Linked DNA regions of Lactuca sativa: region 2 is linked to region 1. A link is a contact called in public Hi-C data. All regions are on one chromosome and are shown on one strand. Each heading gives the region's core, a stretch centred on a gene start, on an enhancer-like site or on the middle of the called end of the contact. The rest is flanking DNA. Distances are from core to core; before and after follow the strand shown. Region 1 holds the start of LOC111877348 (adenylate kinase 4). Region 2 holds the start of LOC111877350 (probable inactive leucine-rich repeat receptor-like protein kinase At3g03770).

Region 1 (4,876 bases), core at 385-2,884:
TTACGTTGAACCAAAGCTTCTCCAGTCACCTTTGATAATAAGCAAGAAAATCAGAGTAAATTTACTCTTTTTACCAATTTATAAGTAAAATAAAAAAAAATAAAAAAAAGATGTTTAGAATTTTTACATCATCTATCCCAGGAACTTTAGGAGGTGCGAATTTTGTGTGGTAACTCCGACCACTAGCAGGATGAATCCAACGGCCAGTAATCCTCTCCTCCAAGATCGCATCATCTATTGCAAAGTTTAGCACTTTGTCAACTTTCACCCCTCTTCTTTTCAGCATTTCATCAAGCTACACATACAAAAATAGAAATTAACAAAAAAAACACTCAAATGGTTGATGTTAAATCAAGAAATAGTCTAATACCTTTTCTGCTTGGACCACGGTTCTTGGGAATCCATCAAGAATGAAGCCTTTTTGACATGAAGGCTTCTCTAAGGCTTCGTTGATAATCCCAACAACTAAGTCATCAGAAACAAGTTGTCCCTGAGAAAGAATGGATCCGGAATAGTGATAAGTAGAAAGATGAGGGGTCGGTTTTGTAAAATTTAAATTACCTTCTCCATGGCTTCCTTGGCTTTAACACCAAGAGGGCTTTTTGCAGCAACAGCAGCTCTTAGCATATCACCAGTAGCCAGGTGGCATAAACAGTACTCGTCCTTGATAATTGGTGATTGAGTACCTTTTCCTGATCCAGGTGGGCCTGAAGCAAACAGGATTCATCAACAGATAGATCCATTTTGGGGGAAACACGTAAGATTGATGTGATTAGAAGTGGATTGAGAAACTCATGTTTTTACTAAACCAATTATTGATCATCAAACCAGATTCATCAACTGAAAGATAATTTACATTGCAACAAACATAAGTAACAATATAAGATACTTTGTAGTTAGTAAGATCATTCCTTTCCACCATTTATTATTCTAACTCAATCAAGAAATAGTAAAAGAAGATCAATCTTTATCAATGTCCTTTACCCTTCAATGACATGATCACGGTTGATTTTATCAGTGACATGCAGTAATAAAATCATGCCCATCCCTTTCTGACTTATCTTAGATTCCATTCTGCTCTAATGGCTGTGTAATTGTGATGAAGATTATGTTTCTGTGTCTGTTTATTCTCTCCGTTTCTAAGCAAAATCGATAACAAAAACGTTTAGGATGATTTCATATCGTAGCATTTAAAATATAGCAATTTGATGAAAGCAAAGCATTAACATAACAGAGCGCCTAAATTAAATCACATCGGATCTGAGGAAATGCACAATGAATATGCATAGAATTTTGGGGAAAACAGAATCGATGCTATAAGGTGGAAAATAACAATGAGAAACAAGAATGTTACCGACGAGAATGAGGCGTTTGTCAGGTTTGGTTGAGCATTTCATGCGACGAAGAAGCTCCGTCATTAGATCTACCGACGCAACATCCTCTAAATTCGCCGCCGCTGAAGTTGCCATTCCGTCACGTAGGATTTTTTTGGGTTGATCTTTTCAGAAATCGGTCGGTGAATTGTGAGGAAAAGGATTAAACGAGCGTCAAATTGGATGCTAGGGTTCTTTCAGTAGTTCGTTACTTCCCCAGTTTACTTTCCTCGAACTTCTCGAATCTTGATATGCTTGAATTTCAAGCATGGCAGATTTGAAAAGTAGTATTAAAGTGAAAATTCCACTTTTACCCTCCTAAAGAGGGTGTTTGGATAGGAAAAAGACTATAAACTAAGTTAAAAAAATAAGCTAATTTTAAATTTTTAATAAGTATTTTTTTTGTTTATGGCTTATTGTTTATTTTTAGACAAAATTGTAAGAATGGTCCCTGTATTATGTCAAAACTAGTAATTTTGGTCCAAAATAGGTTTGGCTCGTAATGATGGTCCAATAGTTTCATTTTCTTACAAATTTGGTCCAATTTAGTTTTTTTTTGTAAGTATGATTTTGCCCTTATTGTTTACTTTCATTTTTGTTTTATTACATGTAATTAAAAAACAATTAAAAATATAACAAAAATAAAATACCTCTCTCTCTCTCTCTCTCTCTCTCTCTCTCTCTCTCTCTCTCTCTCTCTCTCTCTCCAAGAATCGACCTATTCATCTTCTTCCCACACTTCCATTTTCTCTCAGATGTGCTCAATCTTTATTGACCGGAAAATTGCACATCCACCGGAGACACGTCTCTTACCCTCAAATATGCCATCTCCGTCTTCTCAGTTGACCACCAAGCACTCATTACCCTCAAATCTGTCATCTCTATCGAAGCTTTCCTAAACGATCAAGGTGAAATCCAGATTTGTTCATCCGACGAAGACGATGACGCTGTCCACCACTAGAGACGTCCCTCCGCCTTCTCCGACGAAGGGTTTTCTGACTGCGCCATATTTGTTCGATCTACGTTTATGAAGGGTTGTAGCTCCAATATCTGATCTACGTTTCTGTCTCTTTTCATCTTCTCTTGTGTCTCTTCAAATCCCTCTACTGACTTCAGGTGGTGGTGGTTATGCTTCAAGCGGCGGTTTCTAGAGCCATAACTCTCCTTATGGATTTCATTGACTATTCATCTCTCTCCTAAGCTTTCTCGTTCTATGAGGGTCGGAAATCCCCAACTTTGTTCGTCCAGTGGCTATCTTGAGTGAATGTGCCACAGAAAACAGCTGAAATCGTGATATAGGGTTGAGATTTGTTGTTGCTATGTTTGTTATGTTTCTTTCCTTCTTCTTCTTCTATCTAGATTGTTGTTGTTGGGTTTGTTTGAAAAAATTCTTGATTTCGATTCAGGTGGCGGTGAAGGGCAGTTCATCAGATCAAGAAAAATGATTTATATGTTTGTGAATGATTTATGGGTTTGTGAATGTGATGTTCTTGTTCTTGAACTCAGGAAAAATGAGTGTTCTTGAGATTCATATTCATATTTATGTGTGTATGTTTTTAATTCTAATCAACTTCACAGCTAATGATATTGAGCTTTGTTTCCATGTTTAAATCAAATTAATCTAGATGTATGTGTAACTATGTATGTGTGTGTTTAGAGTCTGGAACATTTGTAAACTTAATCTAATAGATTGAACAAGATCGATAAAGTGAAGGTTCTTCGTTTTGCAAATCCACTTCCAGACATGTGTTAAATTTGTTTGTATTTTATTTCAGATCCAAAATCAAGAACGAAGAACACCCATTGTGGATTTGGATTTGGGATGTTGGATGGTGGTGGGTCACGACAGGGGGAGGCGGAGGAGCTGCCACAGTCGACTGTGGTGGCTCTCTTCGCCGGAGAAGTGAGAAACGAGGGAGATAGACGAGTTAGAAATGAAAGGGAGAGAGAGAGAGAGAGAGAGAGAGATTTTCTTTTTTTCTCTTTCTTTTTTTTATTTATGTAATAAAAAATTGAAAAAGGGAAAATACCAAGGGCAAATTCGTCATTATAAAAAGTTTTAAAATTTTTGGACTAAACTCGCAACAAAATGAAACTATTGGACCATCATTGCGAGTCAAACCCATTTTGGACCAAAGTTGCTAGTTTTGACATAGCACAAGGACCATTCTTGCAATTTTGTCTTATTTTTAATCCAAACATTTTTACAAAAGTTGTGTTCTTTCACAGCTATAAGTTTAAAGTTTTTTTTTTCTTAAATTTAAACAAATAATTTAGATAAATAAACAAAGAAAACTAATGGGACTTTAATTTATAAATTTTAAATTTAGAAGAAAAGTCAATAAAATTGACATGTATTTATTATTATATTTAAAAGTTATGTGGAATTTAATAAAATGGAAAAAAACCACAAAATGACATGTGGGAGAAATTTAATTGAAAATAACTACAAAATAACGTATGGCCAAATCAATGAGAATGTGACATATGACAAAAAGATTTTCATTTATTAGAGTAAAAAAGTTAATTTATCCAAACACCCTCTAAAATTAATGTTAGGAATTAGAACGTCACTTAATTTTTTCGGTTTTTATTATATATTCTATTTCAAACAAAATTTGAATATTCAACCTTTGTCTTGAAGGATATTTTTATTAATTTCTGATACTGTTAAATACTTTTAGGAATTAGAATTTCACTCAATTTTTTCGGTTTTTATTATATATTTTGTTTCAAACAAAATTTGAATATTCAACCTTTGTCTTGAAGGATATTTTTTATTAATTTCTGATACTAATAAATATTTAGTTATAACCTTTTAATAACTTCTTTTTAGTTTAGTTTAAAGATAATGACTTAAAATGATAATATATTTGTTTTTTTTATATATTTGGTCATTGAGCTTTTTTTGTCTATATTTAATCATTTAATTTGTCTTTTTATCTACATTCGGTCTTTATAATCGGGTACTTTAGGTTAAGCCAGAAAAATGACTTTAATAAGTAACATATTTTTTAGTTTGTACACATTAAATCCTTAATATTTTTTTCAGTGTGTTCTTTTGTCTTGGGAGTGCAAATTCTTTTAGCGTCTTCTTTAATTCTTTTTTTTTTTGGAAGTGCAAATTCGAGTGAAGAAGAAACAATCACAAAAAAATATCATTGTCTGTTATGGATATAGATGAAACTGAAGACGAGTACATCTTTTGTTTGGAAAAAACTAGCGCACCAATATTATTTTACCGATTTGTGAATTAGGTTACTAATATAAGTAAAGGATGAGCCTCGTATCATAACACATCATTAATGATTGTCTCACGTAAAATGTCGTGAGCAAAATCTAAAGAAACTGGTCATAAGGATTAAATATGTACAAAAACATTAATGACTAAATGTGTACAAACTGAAAAATATATTACTTTATTACGTCATTTTTCCGACTTAACATATAGTAGCCGGTTATAAGGACTGATATAGACAAAAAAAAAAGTTAAATGGTCAAAT
Region 2 (5,208 bases), core at 292-2,791, 220 kb after region 1:
ATATATATAATTTGGTTTCAATTAACTCAGGCTCATGTTTTAACCCGACTCCAACTCAACCCATATTCATGCATAAGCATTTTAGGAGGATTTTAGAATGATATAATATTACTTCACATGTTATTGATTTAAGATATTTCCCTTTAAAATTTCAGGATACGGAGGAAGATATGCATTGATTATATACTTCAAAAATCAAGGTCTCAAATCCAATAATATACCATTTATATTTTCAAGATTGTGGAAATGCATTTTTGCTTACTATAAAATTTAAAAGTTACCACACCGTTTATATCACACAGTAATAAAAATAAAAAACAAAAACCTTAAGAAAATTCTCATTCAATACACTGAATAAATAATGTTAGATATGTTTTTACTTAATAAATTATATTTTAAATATGTTTGACACAAAGTTTTTAAGAAAGTTTAAGTTTCAGCTCTTTAAAAAAAACTTAAATTAAATAAAAACTTTTATTTTCGATTACAAGACTTATCTTAAACAAAAAACTTTTAATCAACTACAAAGTTACTTTAAATACCTTTTTTATGAGATTTTAACTTTTATTTTTTATATATTTTATGTCAAATATACCTTTTAAAAACCTACAATTAATTTTCAAGAATACTTATATTCAAATAAAAACGACATTTTTAGCTTACAACAACCATCAACCCACTATAGCTATCTGCTAACATGCTCCAACCAGATTTGCCAAACATTAATTTTATATTTATCCTCTATTGCAAACAAAACTTTTATCTAAAGAACTATTTTCATTCAAATACTATTGGTTTATAAAGTTTAACTAACGACTTTTATTAATTAAAGACTTATTAAATGAATATATGTCTTATTGACGGATTGATTCTTGAACTCTACCTTTGTCCAAGTAAATATTTCCAAATTAAGGATGGGGGCAACTTGGAATTTTGCTCAATTTCATATTGTTAATGAACAGTGACAGCCTGTCTCTTAATTGCTCTCCTAGCCATCAAAAACAAGCCAAATACCCGTTTTGCCCTTTGAAAATTTGATCAGCTATGGTATGGAGGCAGCGCCATTCTTGAATGTCACATAAATTCCCAAATTACCATGTTGAAGAATCTTTGAGAGTGGGATTGATGTGATGTAAAATTAAAATTATAGTATATGATAAGTTATCTAAATGTATAAACAAGTCCTTTAACATACTATTATTTATAAAAATACTTAAATATCCTTTAACATACTATTATTTATTTAGAAAATTACAAATGTAACCATTTTTCTCAATTTTTTTTAATTAGTCAAAAATAAAGATTTTCATTTAAAAAAAAAACGTGGTTTTGGCATTTCGTAAATACTCCACAGAATACACATGGTTATTTGTAAGAAAATCTTTATTTTTGGGCTAATTTAAAAAAGATAAAAATAATAATTATATTTGTCATTTGCTATTTTGCTATTATTATTTAATTAAATGATCATTGTTCTTGAATTCACACATTTCATGACATTCATGACTAAAATATGCACCGACTGGAAGGTTTAGCACGTGGACTGTAGAGCAACCTGGATTTAGTGCTACTGTACTATACTCTATGCATTATGTACAAGTTCAAATGCATCATTCATCAAGGTTAATTCGAAAATCCTTGTTGCGATCTTCATTTACGCATTAATGCGTATATATCTATATCTATGTATGGTATGGAAGAAAGAAAAAGTCCTAAAAAGCACACCTCTTTAATTTCTTGATCTCTGTCTTCTTCAATGGCAGCAAAACCCCATGTGGACAGCACTAAATGCATTGGAACTTCCAATTTCTGAAAATTTCTCTCACATACTGACATTAAATTTCAACTACCCACATCAGATTTCATCCTTTGTTTTCTACTTTCTTCTTTCGATTCCTCCAAATTCATTTAAAAAACCAAATCTTGATTTCAAATAAAAACAGGGGAGAACATTTGTCTGTTCTCTTTCTTTAAAATACTCCATTCTTGACTTCTACTTCCTAAAGATTCTGTTTATCTTGTTGGGTTACTATCAAGAAACTCAAACAAAAGAACGGAGCATTTTAATGGCGATTTGCAGGTTTTATTCCCTTCTGTTCTTGACAATTTCATGGAGTTTCTTCTTCGCGAATGCAATCCAACCTTCGCAAAAACAAGTCCTCCTGCAGCTACGAAAACAACTGGAGTACCCGAAGCAATTGGATATTTGGCTCGACACAAGTAATGATTTCTGCTACGTGTCATCACCACAAGTCAATGTCACATGCGAAAACAACTTTGTTTCGGAGCTTAAAATCATGGGATTTGCTTCCGATCAAACGCCAAAGAAGGTAAATTCGGGTTCTTTTCATGGGTTTCCGATTCCTTCACAAACACTATCTCAAAACTTCTCAATCGACTCTTTGATTGCCACTTTATCAAGATTAACAAGCTTGAAAGTTCTTAGTTTGGTTTCTTTAGGAATCTGGGGCCCACTTCCTAACAAAATTCAAAGATTAAACACACTCGAATACATTGATTTGAGTTATAATTTCTTGTATGGCTCAATTCCTCCAACTCTTTCAAGAATGGTGAGTCTTCAAAGTGTGAATCTTGATGGGAATTTCTTGAATGGTAGTTTTCCTAAAGGCGTTGACTTGTTATCAAGTTTGACCAGTTTAAGCTTGAGCGAAAATGGGTTTTCTGGTGATCTACCAGATCTACAAGATTTGCCAAACAGTTTGATCATTTTGTATCTGAATAACAACTCGTTTTCTGGTCAAATCCCAGTCAAATACAGTCAACTCAACCACCTTCAAGAACTCGATCTTTCATTCAATTCACTCTCTGGTGTTCCCCCATTTTCTCTATTCTCATCTTCATCCATTACTTACTTAAATCTAACATCAAATAAGTTGTCCGGTTCACTTCCGGTTCACTTACAATGTGGAAACAAACTCGCAAACGTCGACATTTCACAAAACCGATTTACAGGCTCCTTGCCGTTATGCTTAACCAACGAATCCAACAATAAAACCGTTAAATATGACGGGAATTGCCTCATGATTGATGTGACACGTCAGCATCCAGCATCGTATTGTGTAGAAGAAGCTCGAGGGGTAGAAGTGGAAACTAAAGATTTCAAAGGTTCTGAACATAGAAGGAATCCAGTGATAATTATTGGAGTGATTTTAGGGAGTATTGTGTTTCTGGTGCTTTTGGTATTAGGGTTTGTGATTCTTTCAAAGAAGCTTTGTGCTCGAGGCGTATCTGAACAGAAATTGCTGCATAAATCGGTCCAAGATTACTCTGTTACAGGCTACCCATCTGAACTTTTAACAAGTGCAAGTAAGCAGAGTGTTTCTTTTTACTTTAATGAACTTAATGGATACAAAATGTTTCTTTTTTACTTAATGCATAATACAAAATGTTTTTTTAAACTTAATGCATTGAGAATTTTTATACTTAATGCATTGAGAATGTCTTGATGAGTATTAAGTGAGGGAAGGAATCTTTAAACATGTCAAAATTAATTTTTGGGAACACGAAAATTACCAAAATGTCATTGTCCAATAAATAAAGTGGACTTTTTGACCCTTTAAACAAAATGACATCATTTGCATTTTGCAAATCTCAGATTTTTTTTTTTTTTTTAATAAATGGTCCCCACCACTCATATTTTAGGAAATAATGTTATTTGGAAAATATTTTCTTTTAAAGTTTTTTTGCGGCCTTTTGTGAGTAAAGGTAACCGCAATTAATGTCGTTGCAAAATTGATTGTAAGTTTATGTAAAGGGACAAAAGGTGGCCACTTTATTAAATGTGTTCATTATTATGATTTTCCTCTAAAAACTAATTTTTAGAGGGTGTTTGGATTCCATTTGAAAAATTCTTATTGATTTATTAACTTTTCAAAAAGCTACTAGGACAAAAATATTTTTTGACAATTGTAGAAGTTATTTTAAAATAACTTATTGAAAAGTTATAAAAAAAACCTTTAAAATGAGTTTTTGAAAAGTTAGACATACTTGACGTTTGGAAAACTTATGTCGTTTTTATGTCATTTTACATGTATAAGCTAGCCAAACATTTTTTAAGTTTTTGACTTATTGAGATTTTTCCACCATAAAAGCTAATCCAAACGTTTTTTTTTTAATTCCTTTTGAAAAAGTCATAAGTTGATCCAAAAGTCCTTTGAGAGTTCAAAAAGCAATGTCAAACACCCATAATCATGAATTGAATTTTGATTCGTTTATTTTGTTAATTAGGATTGGTTTCAGAGGCTGCAAAGTTAGGAACCGAAGGAATCCCAGTTCACAGATTGTTTTCTTTTGAAGAGTTAAAGGAAGCTACTAACAACTTTCATAGATCTACCTTAATAGGGGAAGGTTCAACGGGCAAGGTACAAATCTTAAAGCACAATGTACACATTCTCGACACATTTAAGATCACTTATTATACATATATACTTTTATCCAGATCTACAAAGGGAAGCTTGAAAATGGGACAGACATTGCAATAAGACATTTGACAGTGTCTAAAAAGTACACGATTAGAAACCTTAAATTAAGGTTGGATTTGCTTGCGAGGCTTCGACACCCACATTTGGTTTGCCTTTTGGGGCATTGTATTAGTGGTGAAGAGCAAGATAATGGTGAATCAAACAAAGTGTATCTTGTGTATGAATATGTGCATAATGGGAATTATCGTTCGCTTCTTTCGGGTAAGTTTCTTTTTTTTATATAAATTGTGAAATTGGTTATTCCTTTTTATACCATTATGATTGGCTCTAAAAGGTCATAATGGTATAAAGAGGACAATTTTATATATATATATATATATTAGTTTAGGGGACCCTATTTGAACAAAAAAAAAAGTTAGTGAAGTTTTAGTGTTTTATGCAGGGAATGGTAGTGAGAATGTTGTTCTTAAATGGGGAGATAGATTGAGGATTTTAACTGGTGTGGCTAAAGCTGTGCATTTTCTTCACACTGGACTCATTCCTGGTTTTTTTAGTAATCGATTGAAAGCAAATAATATTTTGTTGAATGAAGATGGGATGGGAAAACTGAGTGACTATGGGCTTTCGATTATAGCAGAAGATATTAAACAAGATGTATGAAAAAAGAAATGTTTTATCATTATTACCTTTAACTTGAGCATTTAGCTGGCAAGATCTGACCTTTTTTTAATGTTTGTTGTTTTGTAGGCCAATGGGGAAGGTGTTG

What was found. A called contact is a pair of places that touch in the nucleus more often than the background predicts.
Region 2: a contact with region 1 is called in a Hi-C map of leaf, with 5 times the contacts expected there. The contact joins the promoter of LOC111877350 here to the promoter of LOC111877348 in region 1. A contact is called at or near these places in 2 of 4 Hi-C or Micro-C datasets (both in leaf).

What each region holds. Positions count from the first base shown.
Region 1 is chr4:133,758,478-133,763,353 of Lsat_Salinas_v11, forward strand. LOC111877348 (adenylate kinase 4) reads right to left here and starts at 1,635. Exons shown (of 6, transcript XM_023873868.3): 1 at 1,355-1,635; 2 at 562-707; 3 at 371-490; 4 at 128-295; 5 at 1-29. The coding sequence starts at 1,469.
Region 2 is chr4:133,974,409-133,979,616 of Lsat_Salinas_v11, forward strand. LOC111877350 (probable inactive leucine-rich repeat receptor-like protein kinase At3g03770) reads left to right here and starts at 1,542. Exons shown (of 7, transcript XM_023873871.3): 1 at 1,542-3,327; 2 at 4,249-4,382; 3 at 4,460-4,703; 4 at 4,873-5,096; 5 at 5,190-5,208. The coding sequence starts at 2,067.